Linked DNA regions of Sus scrofa: all the other regions are linked to region 1. Evidence: chromatin contacts called from public Hi-C and HiChIP or PLAC-seq data. All regions are on one chromosome and are shown on one strand. The core of a region is the stretch at or near the end of the contact, and the rest is flanking DNA. Distances in the headings are between cores, read along the strand shown. Region 1 holds the start of UBE2B (ubiquitin conjugating enzyme E2 B). Region 2 overlaps JADE2 (protein Jade-2). Region 3 holds the start of SKP1 (S-phase kinase-associated protein 1). Region 4 has its middle 35 kb from the start of SAR1B. Region 5 holds the start of SEC24A (SEC24 homolog A, COPII coat complex component).

Evidence for each region. A called contact is a pair of places that touch in the nucleus more often than the background predicts. HiChIP or PLAC-seq counts read pairs in DNA pulled down with a chosen protein or histone mark.
Region 2: a contact with region 1 is called in a Hi-C map of skeletal muscle, with 3 times the contacts expected there. The contact joins the enhancer-like site here to the promoter of UBE2B in region 1. A contact is called at or near these places in 2 of 5 promoter capture datasets (fetal liver and skeletal muscle), 4 of 47 Hi-C or Micro-C datasets (heart right ventricle, liver and skeletal muscle) and 2 of 2 datasets of contacts at active chromatin or transcription factors (alveolar macrophages and skeletal muscle).
Region 3: a contact with region 1 is called in an H3K27ac HiChIP or PLAC-seq map of alveolar macrophages. The contact joins the promoter of SKP1 here to the promoter of UBE2B in region 1. A contact is called at or near these places in 2 of 5 promoter capture datasets (fetal liver and liver), 6 of 47 Hi-C or Micro-C datasets (blood, embryonic fibroblasts, heart right ventricle and 2 more) and 1 of 2 datasets of contacts at active chromatin or transcription factors (alveolar macrophages).
Region 4: an H3K27ac HiChIP or PLAC-seq map of skeletal muscle shows a contact between it and region 1. The contact joins the enhancer-like site here to the promoter of UBE2B in region 1. A contact is called at or near these places in 5 of 5 promoter capture datasets (fetal liver, fetal skeletal muscle, liver and 1 more), 5 of 47 Hi-C or Micro-C datasets (alveolar macrophages, heart right ventricle, liver and 1 more) and 2 of 2 datasets of contacts at active chromatin or transcription factors (alveolar macrophages and skeletal muscle).
Region 5: a Hi-C map of skeletal muscle shows a contact between it and region 1, with 7 times the contacts expected there. The contact joins the promoter of SEC24A here to the promoter of UBE2B in region 1. A contact is called at or near these places in 1 of 5 promoter capture datasets (liver), 5 of 47 Hi-C or Micro-C datasets (embryonic fibroblasts, heart right ventricle, liver and 1 more) and 2 of 2 datasets of contacts at active chromatin or transcription factors (alveolar macrophages and skeletal muscle).

Annotation. Positions count from the first base shown.
Region 1 is chr2:136,651,377-136,654,076 of Sscrofa11.1, reverse strand. UBE2B (ubiquitin conjugating enzyme E2 B) reads right to left here and starts at 1,262. Exons shown (of 6, transcript NM_001257356.1): 1 at 1,126-1,262. The coding sequence starts at 1,169.
Region 2 is chr2:136,803,508-136,806,207 of Sscrofa11.1, reverse strand. JADE2 (protein Jade-2) reads right to left here. Exons shown (of 19, transcript XM_021084773.1): 11 at 2,183-2,340. Among named protein-coding and RNA genes, the nearest start is that of SAR1B, 69 kb to the left of the region's middle. Within about 2 kb of position 1,322, at least 8 of the 83 cell types and tissues checked have an H3K27ac peak or open chromatin away from gene starts, as enhancers often do. A contact at or near this core is called in skeletal muscle, where this site is marked.
Region 3 is chr2:136,474,951-136,477,650 of Sscrofa11.1, reverse strand. It overlaps SKP1 (S-phase kinase-associated protein 1), which reads left to right and starts at 1,287. Exons shown (of 6, transcript XM_021084761.1): 1 at 1,287-1,742.
Region 4 is chr2:136,837,553-136,840,252 of Sscrofa11.1, reverse strand. It overlaps a transcript of SEC24A not described here. Among named protein-coding and RNA genes, the nearest start is that of SAR1B, 35 kb to the left of the region's middle. Within about 2 kb of position 1,307, at least 30 of the 83 cell types and tissues checked have an H3K27ac peak or open chromatin away from gene starts, as enhancers often do. A contact at or near this core is called in fetal liver, fetal skeletal muscle and skeletal muscle, where this site is marked.
Region 5 is chr2:136,882,529-136,885,333 of Sscrofa11.1, reverse strand. It overlaps SEC24A (SEC24 homolog A, COPII coat complex component), which reads right to left and starts at 1,284. Exons shown (of 23, transcript NM_001243924.1): 1 at 867-1,284. The coding sequence starts at 1,104.

The DNA.
Region 1 (2,700 bases), core at 13-2,512:
ATGGATATGCTGCCTGAGAGCCGTCCACTAAAGATAAAGGCTAAATTACAAATACATTCAATGATAAACTGGCCAAAGCCCCAAACAATGGCTTCCAAGGGCCTCACCTAAGGGTTTACAATGGTTGAGAGGTTACTTCCTGAATGACTAAGTTTTTACACTAAATATTTTGTCTCGATCGGGGTGGGTCTCCCAGAAACCCACTTAAAAATGTGCAGAGGAGGGCAATGCTAAGTCTTCTCTTTTTCTCCCCCTACCTCCAGGTATTGAATTAAAGGCAACAAAACTGAAGTCACTTCCTCCTCACTCATGCCAACACCTCCTTACACAACCCTGTTTTACAAAAGGAGGCCCAGGGAGTATCAGGTTAGCGCCAGACTCAAGGAAGGCATTTTTCCAGACTTTGAGGCTATAGATAGGGCTTTATACACCAGGCCACAGAGCTGAGTTCCAGAAGGCACTGGCAGCCGCCGTTGCCAGCCCTGAGTCCCAGGTCTCTACGCCAGTTCTCAAGGTCTTTTCAGGCGAGCGGGGAAGAGTCGGGTTTCAGAGGACGGGATAACAACCTCCGGCCCTCGCGCATCAGATCCCACCCTCGCTGAAGAATGGCAGGGGGTGTGTGTGTCTGCGTGAGCGTGTGGCGGGGGTGGGGGGGTGGGGGGGCAAGGTGGTCGCCCCAACCCTGGCCCTCGGAGGAGACCGCAGGCTCATCCAACAAAGCCAACTAGTGCAGCTACCGGGGGAAAGGTTTCTCAAGCGCTCGCTTTTAGGGCAGTGAGGGGGCACCACAAAGTGCAGCAGTGGGTGATGAGGTTTGGACGCCAGGGTGAGGCATCAGGCAACTGGCCCAAGTGGACAACAAGGAATCCTAGGACAGCCAAAGCCATCTTCTTACTTCTTCCGGGGGGAGGGGAGTGGTGAGGGGATATCGAAATTTCTTACGTCGAAGGAGTGAACAAGCAAGGCTGACGGACTGCGAACAGGGGCTAGGACTGGGCTTCCGTCAATCCCGGAGGGCCCACAGCGGCCCTCTTAGGGTCATGAGGGGAAGGTGTCCCGGATCCCCGCCCTGCAACCCCGCAGCTTGGGGAGGAGCCGTCATCCGGTGAAGATGAAGGCCCTTACCGCTTGAAATCTCGCATAAGTCTCCTCCGGGCCGGGGTCGACATGCTCCCCAGCTGCCCCGCGGTCAGTCCGAAAGAAAAGAGTCCCGCACAGCCCCCCCACCCCCCGGCGCGGCGGCCGAATCACTGTGGGTCACCGCCGCCGCCGAGGCTGCACAAACAACCCTGCAATGACGTCTCCCTCCGCCGCCTCCAGATCCCTCCGCCCTCCGCCGGTACCATGAAGTGAGGGGTTGGGGAGAAAGGGGTGGGAGGTAGGAGAGCTCTTTATGGGAGCCCTTCAGTAGGGACCCTATCCATTTTGGTTTCCTTAACTAGTCGACCAGTTATTGTGCTCTGTGCTCCGACTGGAGATTGTAGATCAGGAGATACTGAAACCGAAACACCAACTCGTATCCCCCTCTTTCACTAGCTTAGGCTCGACCGGGTGGGGAGAGAGGGACGTATCCGGGACCAGAGATTTCAGGGAAAGGAGGTGGGATGACGCAAGATCACGTGACTACCGGCGGCGTTGTCAACAATCCACCCCTGAGGGGGAGGGGACGAAGTATCTAGAACCACGTGTCCCTATGACGTGATTAGAACGGGTCACGTGAGAGCGTCGCCGGGATCTGAGTTTTAGCCAGGTTTTTGAACCGGGTGGTTAAATTGACGGGGCTCAGGGTGGATATACACCTTTATTACTTATGTCTCTGGTTTCTCTCATTAACAGCAATCAATGATGTGTCGGAAGCACTAGTTTGTTGTGTTTCTTAACTCTCTAAAACAGAGCCCCAAATAATTTGGATATCCCCACTGGTTGATTCAATGGCTTATCAAATATGGTATGTGGGGGAAGAGTGAAGGGACCTCCTTTTTTCTCATTGTTGAATGCTCAGGCTCCTAGCAAGTAAAATCCCTTGAAATGCTTCCTTAGGACCACCAAAATAGTCTGCATATACACTGCAGTGGGTTTCCAGGATTGGAAATTCTGGGCAGAGATAAAAGAACGGGTGTACAGGGTTTCCCGGGTGGTGGAGTGGTTAAGGACTCAGCACTCTCATTGCTGTGGCTCCGGACCTTGGCGTGCCGCAGGGGTGGTCAAAAAAAAAAAAATAGTGTACAGATTGTCTAATGTTGGTTTATAATCACTGTGGAATTACAGAATTTTGTTTTCCTTTATGGGTGTGCTCTCATGTGAGGATTTGTGTCACAGTCCATGGATTTAGCTAACATGGAGTATGGTTTTATTTGTCAAGAAATGTAGGGATTTGATCTCAAGAGTTTATCCATTTGTAGTTGGTGTCAAAGAAATCTAAAAGTATGATCAGATCTGGGGGATACTGCAGACATGGATGGGAGATTGTATCTAGAGACTGGGTAACTTATTTCACGTTTTTTTAGTGTAGCAAGTACGTGGCCTGAAACGTCCTCCACTATGGGACTCAGTGATGTTGACCATTGGGATTCAGAGATTACTTCAAGTCATTGAGTTCTCTTCCTCTGTTGCCTCAGTGCTCAGTCAGAGCTTTTGGTATGAACTCTGAACTCTTTTAATGCATTTGGGTAATTCTTCAGCCCAGTGTGTTATAGGATA
Region 2 (2,700 bases), core at 73-2,572, 150 kb before region 1:
ACTGGGCACGAGAGGGGGATGGGGGGGCAGCTGGGGGAGGGCAGTCAGAGTCAGCATGCCAAGGTGATCAGCGCACAAGACTCTCTTCAGGCCACCGAGGGGCACCCCAGGGCCTGTTCCTGTGGCCTGTGACTTCCTGGCCCAGCCCACAAGGCCCTGGCGGTCATGCAGGGAATTCCCCAGAATTTCCCAACTTCCTCATCTGTTAAATGGGGACAGTAAGATGCCCTTCCGAGGCCTGATATGGTAATTAAATGTGAAGATGAGTCTGGCAGGCTCAGCACAGCCAGTTCTCAGGAACAGAGTTCCTATAACAGCTCTAACCATGGTGGCTGCCGTGCTGGCTTCCAGATGAGGGCTGTGCAGTGGCAGGTGTCCTGGGCGATGTGGGGACCAGGCTGGAGGGAGACAGGGGAAGAAGGGGCCCTGAGATCTCCACCAGAGCATCCCTCCCTGCCCTCCCCCTCAGCCTATCCCCTCCAAAGACCATGGACAGGCCAGGAGTGCCTGGCTCTTCTCAGCCTACAGCAGCCATGTGCACATGGCTGGAGCCAGAGCTGTCAGAACAGATGCAACACTGGCTGCCACTGGTGTTGAGGCATCTGCAGTTGATCACCCAGGCCGGCCAATGTCTCTGGGATCTCCCAGCCTTCAAGGAGAGAAGGGCCTGATCCGCACGCATGTCTCTCTGCCCAGCTAGTGACCCGCCCCTCTGCCTCGTTGTCCTGGGCCCTGGGCATGAGAATTCTCATTTATCCCTCAGCACCACAGCCTTGGACTGTGTACTGTTATCAGCCCCGTTTTGCAGAGGAGGGAACGGGCTCAGAGAGGCCGGTAACAGCCCCTCAGTTTACAGAGGTGAGAGTGAGAAACCCGCCAAGAGTCTGACCCCCCCCTTTTTGGTCCTGGGCAGGAGAGGCAGAGAATAAATTCTTCTTCCAAATCTTGCACATACTCTCACCCAGGGAGGTGCTTCCCTGATTCTAGAAGGGTGGAAGACAAGAGCTGGTGGGCACTCTGCCCCCAGGCACCAGGAGGACGAGCACTGCCCAATACCCAGTCCTCACCGAGCGCCGAGTAGGGCTTAGCGTCTGCTTCGCCTCTGTACTCCCATGCCCAGCACAGGCCTGGCACCAGGCAGGCACTGGGCGTCTGTGAGCCAGTCATCAGTGTGGCTGCCAGGAAGCAAAGTGCCAATGTCAAGGGAGGTGACGGCCGAGATCTTCGCCCAAGGCCTGGTCAAAATGGGCCTAAGCGAGAGCCATGGGGCTGCCAAGGCTGGGAATAAACTGCCAGTAACACGAGCTGCCCGGCCCAGGCGGGCCAGTGGGCAGGGGAGGCTGGGACAGCAGGCCCCTCTGTCCCGAGACATGACCTGGAGCATCTCCCAGGGTGCGGAAAGAAGCACTTGGCTAAGCTCTGCCAACGGAGGCAAGGCCCGTGGCCAGGAGGCCACCTCCCGACAGGAGCACCAGGGGTGTCTCTGACCTACAAGACCGGAAGGCTACAAAGCCCGGAGAGGACTCACTGGTGCCCCAGCCCTGACCCAGCCTGGCAGGGGGCCTCCTCAGAGGCTGGTCTTAGCAACCGCTTCCTGAGCATCTGATGTGTGTGCCAGGCACTTGACTTCCTCCTGCTAAGAACTCCTTAAAAGGTTTAACAAGTCCAGAGCATGGCTTATCTCCGTCTTAAGGACTAGTTAAAAGCCTGGAGACTTCCCTGATACGATCCTCCGGTGGGACCTAGTTTGGATCGACAGCAAGCTAAGTCCACGTCCATTTTCACTGAGCGCTGGCGTGTGCCAGGTCCTACGCCCAGGGCCTTCCCTGCGTCGTCTCCCTATGTCATCTTGACCACTGCATGGCGCCAGGTTTCTGTTATCACTCCCATTTCACAGACAAGGAAACTGAGGCCCAGGGAGACTACATTTCTAGCCCAACGTCCCATTGAATGTGAGCAGCCCTTTGAATCCAGGCTGTCTGGCTCCAGAGCTGAGCGTGAGCCCAAGCCCTTAGCCTCCGAGGTACACCACCAGCTTTTTAGGACCAAAGAAACAAAAACAAAAGCCTGAGGATATCCTAGAAAGTAAAGGCAATCTCAGGACTGGTAGGGTCCTTGACTGGCCCTAGCCTCCCCCTTCCTCCCCTGCCTGCGGTCCCCCGGCCTGGACCGCCCAGCTCACCTGACCACAGGCTCCGGAATGGCCTCTGCCCCAGCGGGCACCTGCACGCCTTTCTCCCATTCCTGTCGCCACGGGTCTGCCAGGATGTAGTAGTCATCCGGGCTGAGCTGGTAGGAGTCTGGGATCTTCATGGCTGTGATCAGGTCTGTCCGGAAAACCTGTCAGGAGCACGGGAGGGAGAGAACGGCCTCAGCGCGCCTCACGGTGGGCTGCTCCGCAGGCCAGCACGCGAGAAGGCGAAGGCAACTCCAGGGGGCCTCCTGCCCCCTCACTCAAAGATACGACCACACGAAAGCAGGAAGGATAATAACGCAGCTTCTCTGAACCCAGCACAGGGCTTCGTATACAGAAGATCTTCAATCAATGTGCCGGGGGTTCCTGCTGTGGCTCAGCACGTTAAGACCCTGACAGTGTCCGTGAGGACTAGGGTTCAATCCCTGGTATCGCTCAGTGGGTGAAGGATCCAGCATCGCCTCAAGCTGTGGCGTCACAGATGCAGCTCGGAACCCGTGTTGCTG
Region 3 (2,700 bases), core at 38-2,537, 180 kb after region 1:
TGGCACTGCCCAGTCCTGCTTAGGATGCTCAACTAGGCTACAAGGTGGCCCTTATATGCCACAGGCAGGGGAGCAAAGGGGATCTAGTGGGCCTTAACTAAGAGACCAGAAGCTGGAGCTGCTTAGGGCAGGGCAGGCTTGTGGAGAAAAAGTCTGAGAGCTGTAGGTCCTTTCATCTTCCCGACATCAGCTGTGGCACCTGGCAGACACTGGATACCACAGCTTGGAGACAAAGACCTGGTAACCCAAGGAGCTGCTTGGTCTCCCTGCCCAGTCCCATCTCAGAAGAGCTGCAGGCTTCTGATTTCTTTAGGGGGCCCTGTGTGGAAGTGTCCTTTGTCTCCTTGGCGTCAGGAATACCATCACGTGCCTGCTGGTTAGGTGAGCCTGGCGCCTTAGTCTCCTCCAGAGGGGTGGCATTGTTCTCTAAACAGAGCAGGGTAGAGCAGGTCAAAGTCCCTGACTGGAGAGGGTGGGAGTGGGAATTTGCAGACTAACCCCTTTCCCTTGAGGGTTGGTTTCATCTTAGGGACCCTAACACAGCCTTTAGGGAGCATCCCACACAAGGGCTCTCTGCAGGCTGGACTCTGGCTGCCTCGTTCGCTGCCGAATTCCTAGCACCCATCACCTCGCCCTCCCCCCACCCAATACACTTTTGCTAACTTGGGGTTTCCCTGAAACAGTGGTTACTTTGGATTGGAGGCCTCTTCAGAAGTCGATAGGAAATCAGAGTTGAGAGTATCAAACAATCCTTGCTCTGCCACTGAACCGTTTTGAACCTGTTCCCTCACAAGTCAAAGAGAAAAGGGTAATGGTATTTCTTCTTCTTTTTTTTTTTTTGTCTTTTTGTCTTTCTAGGGCCGCACCCAAGGCATACGGAGGTTCCCTGGCTAGGGGTCGAATCGGAGCTGTAGCCACCGGCCTACACCAGAGCCACAACGTGGGATCCGAGTCGCGACTGTGACCTACACCACAGCTCATGGCCACTCCAAATCCTTAACCCACTGAGCGAGGCCAGGGATCGAACCCGAAACCTCATGGTTTCTAGTCGGATTCGTTAACCACTGAGCCACGAGGGGAACTCCTGATATTTCTTCTTATGCATTATTGTGGAGAGTGAGCTAACTCATGTAGGGTTCAGGGGAGGACACTGAGGCCCTGAGCAAAATCTCACAGCGCTGGCTGCAAAGATCAGCGCCCTTTCTTTCTCAGAGTCCCAGTTTCCCCATCATGAAAAGGAGCTGCAGCCCCTCCCAAACACCACCCCTAACACAGACGCCTCTCCCTCCCCACTCCGCCCCTCTCTCCCCGCTACTCCCCGCGCTCTCCCTCCCGGCCCCTCGCTCCAGGTTTCTAGGCTTTTCGGGACTGGGGTCTTTAATTCGACTTAGGCCAGCTCCCGCCTGAAAGACCCTTGCAGGCCGTGGAGTATCTGAGCCAGTCCCCCGTTTCCGCTTTGAGGGGAGTGAGCGCCGCTTTCGAGGGAAGGGGTGAGACTCAAGGCCCGCCGCGCCTCGCCCCGCCGGTCTGCGCCTGCCGTCAGGCGATCTCGGCGGCCAGCCCTGCCGTCTCTGTGACGTCACGGGCCCCGGGGTCCTCGGCGCCTGCGCCCGCTGCTATAAAGGCGACGCCGCGCCACTCGGTTGAAGTCGCCTTGTGCGTCGCTTTTCTGTCTCTCCGGTTGCGGACACCGCCCTTCTCTCGTCAGCCTCCGGCCCGCCATCTCCTTGAGCCCAAACACCGTGAGTACCCGCCGCCTGAGCTGAAAGGGGGCGGTGGCGCCGCAGATTGCGAGCCGCGGGCCGCCCCGCTGCGGCTTTGGCCTTGCTCGAAACGGCAGGCACCTGGGCCTGGCCTTCCCTCAGGCCCGGTGAAAGCCGTCGTCGACCCCATTCTCCCGGAGGTGCCATTCACCTCCCACACCGCCCCTCGACTTGCCGAGGCCTCTTTTAGCCGCTAGTCTTCACCGCGCCCAGGCGGGCGGGAGGGAGAAGGTGTGAGCGGAACCGGGATTGGGCCTTCTCTGCGCGGGGCGACCCTCAGCCGTCGCGGAGCAAGGCTGCAGGCCCAGGCTGCGGCCGGGGCCTCCCTCGGCGGTTGAGCCCATCGGCCCCGGGAAGCCAGGGCGAGGGTGGTGGCGGGGCTTTTAATGGACTTCTCTGGGTCGTCGTGAGCATGGGCGTTTGTCCGTTTGTTGTTCGGGTGTCCCAGAGGAAGCGTGGTAGGGTCGTCCCGCAGCTGGATTCTTGGCTCTCAGTCTTTCTCGCCCCTGTGTCTGGCGTCACTCGTCCTGGTTAACTGCGCCGGAGCCGAATTTCGGCAGAGAGCTGCCTGCTCCTTCGGAATATTTGTCGCCCATTATTTTGCCACAGCCCGCGGTTGTTGAAGCAATTGTTGGAGTAGCAGGTGCCATCGCCACAGTGGTTTGGCTTTTAGGTGCACCAACTCCGTAAACTTACTAAGAGGTTTTCGAAGGGATAGGATGTTCACCTGCTTTGGTTTGCTTTTTAATGGAGACTAAAGGTTGGAGTTTGGGCTCATGAATGTTTTCATGAGAGCGTCACAGCAGAATGTTTGTGTGTCATAGAGCAACGCAGATTTCACTTTGCCCTATAAGAAGAAGTGTCAGAACTTCGGGTCACTTAAACAGGTTTTTTTTCTTTTATGATGTTTGATAGACCCCTCCTCCTGGAGGGTGAT
Region 4 (2,700 bases), core at 58-2,557, 190 kb before region 1:
CCCCTAGCCTGGGAACCTCCACATGTCACCGGTGTGGCCCTAAAAAGCCAAAAAAAAAAAAAAAAGGAAAAGCCTCCAAACACCGTTTCTAGAAAGGGGGCACCAGAGCCAAATCTTGAGGAGTACAGGCTGCTTAGTGGGGGAGGAGTGAGGAAGGACAGTCTCAGCAGAGGCCTGGGAGCGAAGGGGATGCTGTGACGGGGGCAGGTCGAGTGCAGAGCCTGCAGAGGTTGCAGAGGTGCCTTCGGGGAGTATCAGGAGGAGCCGGGAGGGGAGCGGAGGAGGAGAGCACAAGGCCTGAGGGAGGAGGAGCCACGCACTGAGCTGCTCTTGCCCATCTTTTTTTTTTTTTTTTTTTTTTTTTTTTTTTTTTTTTTTTTGCCATTTCTTGAGCTGCACCCGAGGCTCCCAGGCTAGGATTCGGATCAGAGCTGTAGCCGCTGACCTACACCACAGCTCACAGCAATGCCAGATCCTTAACCCACTGAGCAAGGTCAGGGATCAAACCTACAACCTCATGGTTCCTAGTTGGATTCGTTAACCACTGAGCCACAACGGGAACTCCTTGCCCATCTTTCGACCTGCTCCTCACCTGTCGTGACAAGGAGCTACTTTGAGCCCCGGCTCCAAGACCAACATTTTATTGATGTGCGACCATGTTTTCCAACCCAAGATAGAAGCCTGGGATCCACCAGGACAGCCTGCTCCCGGGGCCAAGAGATCAGGATCTGGACACGCCTTTTTTTTTTTTTTTTTGTACCCACGGCATATGGAGGTTCCCAGGCTAGGGGTCTAATTGGAGCTGCAGCTGCGGGTCTACACACCACAGCGACAGCCACGCCAAATCCGAGCCACATCTGCGACCTACACCACAGCTCATGGCAGCAAACCTGCGACCTCATAAACAGTAGTCAGATTCCTTTCCACTGAGCCACAGTGGGAACTCAGACACTCTGTTTGTAGTTGGGACCATCTGGATAGATACGTGTCCTTCTCAGGATGCCATCCTGACTGTAGCGCATGTGCCCCAGAACGTGGGGCGCTGATGAGGAGGGAGATGCAGGTTTCAGGTCAAACTAACACACAGGCTGAAGCTCTTGACACAGCAGGTGTCACCAAGCTACAGGGTGGGGGCTGCAGGCTCACTGGGGATAACTGCTGGGAGGGGGCGTTGAGGCTGCATCTGTCCCTCTCTGACGTGCCAGCCCCCCCAAACCTCTTCCCTGGGACTGGCTTTGCCTGCCCCTTGTAAGGCCGTCCCATTCATCAAGCAGTAGATGTGGCTTGGGAGCGGGGGAGGGGCACACCCTGCCTCCTAATCCCCTAGGAATGTCCTCGGGACTTGAAATGTCTCCTAAGTCACACAGCCCAAGGGCTGCCCATGAACAGTGGACTGGACTTGACCTCTGTGGCTCTGGGGCTTAGGACAGCCTGTGAACAGAAACATCAAGTTTCAGGGCGACAAGAGCAGGTGAAGAACTTAAGAAGGACCTTTTAAATTCAACACAGAGGGCTTGGCGGTGAGTTGCTTATACAGTGACAGGCTCTCTGTCACCAGAGTGCAGAGGCTGTCCTGGAGAAGGTGGTGGCGAGATGAGCTCTCACCCCCCACCCCCCAACCCCCGAGGTCCTGTCACCCAGATGAGGCTCCTTAGATGAGGGCGGAGCAGGCACCGGGATTGATGGTGTAGGTTGGTGCTGCTCCCATAGCCTTTCTCAACCAGAAGGAAGTGCTCTGGGAGGGCAGAGGGGTCCCTAAGATTTGAGCATCCTCTCTGCTCCCCCTTGACACGAGCCTACTTACAGGTCTTCGGATGGACAAGGCAGCTAAGAGGCCACCCCCCCGCCCCCCTGCCCCGCAGCTCCTTCCCGAGCCCCCTCGGCTTCCTTCCCTAAGCTGATGAGTTTAACTACTAGGACTGGCAAGTGGGAAGCCATGCTTTGTATGCCAAGCACCTGTCACCAGAACCAGGCAGCCACCCAGCGCCCCAAAATAGCCGTTCAAAATCTCCACAGCTGAAGGTTTATTTTGCTGAGTCACTTTTCCCCCTTGGCTTTTGCAAGCCCGGGTGCTCTTCTGAGTTTCATGTTGATCACAACATGCAGTCCTTGGCAATGGAATGTTCCTTCTTTGCGAGGGGGGTGGGCAGGAGGAATTCGGCTACCTCCAGGCTCCTGGGTTACACGGTTTCAGGTGTCCGGGAAGGCCATCCGGGAAGCCCGAATGGGGGAAGGTGGCTATTTCTCAGGCCCAGGCAGACACAGGCTTCCCGGATGGGCACCGGGTGCTTAGGCAGCCCTGCCCCAGCCCCAACCCGGGGCACCCATGGGGCCAGTGCCCACCCTGCCCCACGCTGCAGTGCGTGGGTCTGGCTGGACGAGGGGAGGCCCCTGAGAATCCGTAAACAACAGGGCTGCGCCGGCTCTGATTCCAGGAAGAGGGGGTTAGGGAGCAAGTCCCTCTTGCCTCAGGGCCTTGGGCCAGTGGGCCAGGGTCAGAGCGCCCCCTGCCTAAACTCCCCTTCAGTGGCTCCTCAGTCGGCTCCCCTCACATCCTTGCCCATTGTGGCCCTCCGCAGGAGCTGGGCCCAGCGGGAACTCGCCCCCTCATTTTTTTTTTTTTTTTGGTCTTTTTAGGGCCACACCCGGGGCATATGGAGGTTCCCTGGCCTGGGGTCGAATCAGAGCTGCAGCCGCTGG
Region 5 (2,805 bases), core at 35-2,534, 230 kb before region 1:
GCATTTTAGAATTATTCTACTACTTGTTTCCAAGAACCAAAGTTTTACAAGTAAACTAGTGACTTGGCAAACTGTTGGCAGAAAACGTCTTATATAATAATAGCAATTATAGCAAACTTAGTAAATCACAATATAGGACAATTCAAAGAATCCTAGAAGGGGTACACAATTAGAAGACAGCCTCATACCCAATGAAAAATTATAGTGCCACATGCACACTCTGGTCAGAGGTTCAGAGACGTGTACAACCGCTTCCCCAGTGATCTAAAGACCTCTGGAAATTGAACAGATCCTCCCCTTAACTTAGTTGTTTCGAAGCTGAAAACCACAACAGGTGGCCTAACTACAATTCGGGGAAGGTTCAGGGAGAGATGAGCGGGCCCTAAAGAGGTCTCCCCAAAACATGCACTCACTCGTTCATCTCCGCCAATTCACACTGAGTATGACGCCCACCCCACTGCGGAACTGGAATGAATCAAACCCCAAATCCTGCTCTCTACGAGACGTGAGTGAGGCGGCGCGGAGGGGAAAGGCACATAAACAGACACTATGAGCCTTGGATGCGAATTGTGAGGTACGGCCCGCCTCCGTATTCCTCACTCACGTAAACCCTGGACGTTACATACAGCAAGGGCTCAACAACTGTCTGCTGAACGAATGAATAAATAATGAAAAACGAAACACTAAGACGAGCCGCGGTCTCCGTGGCGGGGCCTCGCACCCTGAGCCGCTCCCGACCCCGGCAGAGAGGTCACCCTCCCCTCCTCGGTCGCCTCAGGCGGCGGCAGCAACCAAAGGTCAACTCGAGCCGGGGGCCCGAACTTGGTCGTCCTCCCGCCCCCACGCCCCCTCTGAGCGGCACTTACCGTTGCTGTAATGAGACCCCGAGGCTGGGGCGGCCCCGTTCTGGGCCTGGAGGCCCGTGGGGGCGGCGCCGGAGGCCGGTATCCCGGGCTGGGACATGACGACGGTGTTCGTCGGGACTGGAAGGGGCTGGTCGGGGTCTGCGACAGCGCCAAGCCGACCCGAAAGACCACTGCTGGAAGCGGAGGGAGGGGGCCAACGACTTAGGGCTGGTGCAGGGAGAGAGAGCCGGAGGCGCATAAAGCCCTAGGCATGGCGCCACAGTCTCCCCAGCCCGCCGGCGGCCATGGCCTGGCCTGGGTGCTGAGGCTCGAGAGTCGTGCCGGCCGGGCCGGGAACGCCGGGCTGGGAGGAAGCAGCCGAGCGGAGAGAGACCGAGGGAGGCCCCAGCCGGAACTGCCTGTCAGCCGCCGGCCGCGCAGGCGCAATCGGGACACGTGGCACTTCCGGCTCCGGCCTCTCCCCCCTCCGCCGCCGCTGTCGCCGCCGGTGAGCTCTTCTCTCCCTGTGGGGCTGCCCAGAAGCCACCTGACTGCTCCGGGTGTCCCGGCCCGAAGGACCGTGCTTGGCCGCGCCTGCCACGTCACTGATTCTCACCAGCGACCGGAAGTGGCGTGTCACCGATACGGAAATCCCCACCGCGTGAACGTCATCTCGCCGGCACTGCCGGGATCCAAGCGCAATCCCGGCTTCAGTGGCAGCTTTCAAGGGGTGGGATGGACAGTTCCTCTTCTCTAGTTTTTGTGAAGATGAGCTGAGACGACAGACATCATCATCCCCTGCTGAGACTATACCTCGGATAGCTGGACCGATTAATGTTCGTCGCAGTATTTCATATTTCGTCATATTACAGGTGTAAATTGTAAGGAAATTTTTTAAAGGGGTGGTTAATTATGCACATATGGTAAAAGTAATCAAATCCAAGAGGAGGCCTTTGCTTTTTGACCGGAGGATTCAGAAGTAATTTTAGTTTTCAAATTCGCTGATTCATAGCATAGTCACCCCAAATCTCATTAACATCTTATTTAAATGGCAGTTTTAGTTCCTCTTCTAAGAGTTTACAGTAAGGTGCAACAAACTGCCTTTTCAGGCAACGAGGGTTTTTTTTTTTTTTTTTTGGCAAGTTGACTTTTTACTTCTGAGGCCAAAGGGAGGTAGAAACTGGAGTAATTAGACAACATAGTTAACTAATGATCTCAATCCTCATCTTAGCCACCTTCATTATACTTAGGTTTTCCTGTTCTGAGCTGATTGATAAAGCGCTTCTTGAAACAACAGATTTGTACTGTTGATTAAAATGTCATGCCTAGGGTGCCAAAACCTGAGAAAGGTGAAATACATCTTATTTAATTCATTTGCAATCAAATGCCTGCTATGAAATGTTATATTACATACAAAAAAGAGTAAGAACTAAACTGCTAAGGCCTGAAAAAGGAACAGTAATAATTCAAATAACTATTACCCTTTATCCTTTTTCTGTCACCTGTCTCAGATGTGTAAAAATGTGTTTGCTGTGTGTGAAACTGAAAAATCAAACTCCTTGTACAAGATACAAGTACGAAGTCTTCTTTGGGATGAAGATGATAATTTTCATCCAACTGTTTTCAGCTGAGAGCCCCTATAACAAAATCCCAAATCATATATCCCAAGAACACCTGAAAACAGACAAAAACACAAGCCTCTCAGTGGCTTAAACAGAAAATCCTCAGAACTGAACCTCCCTGAGGTCAGACTGAAAAATCAGTATTGCTCTTCAAAAGAGCAGATCCTTATACCTGGTCTCAAACTTGCATTGGTTTAATTCTCTTTATTTTCTTTTTTCTTTTTTTTCTGCTTTTTAGGGCTGCACTCGTGGCATATGGAAGTTCCCAGGCTAGGGGTTGAATCAGAGTGGTAGCTGCCAGCCTACGCCACAGCAACACAGCAACTCATCTGTGACCT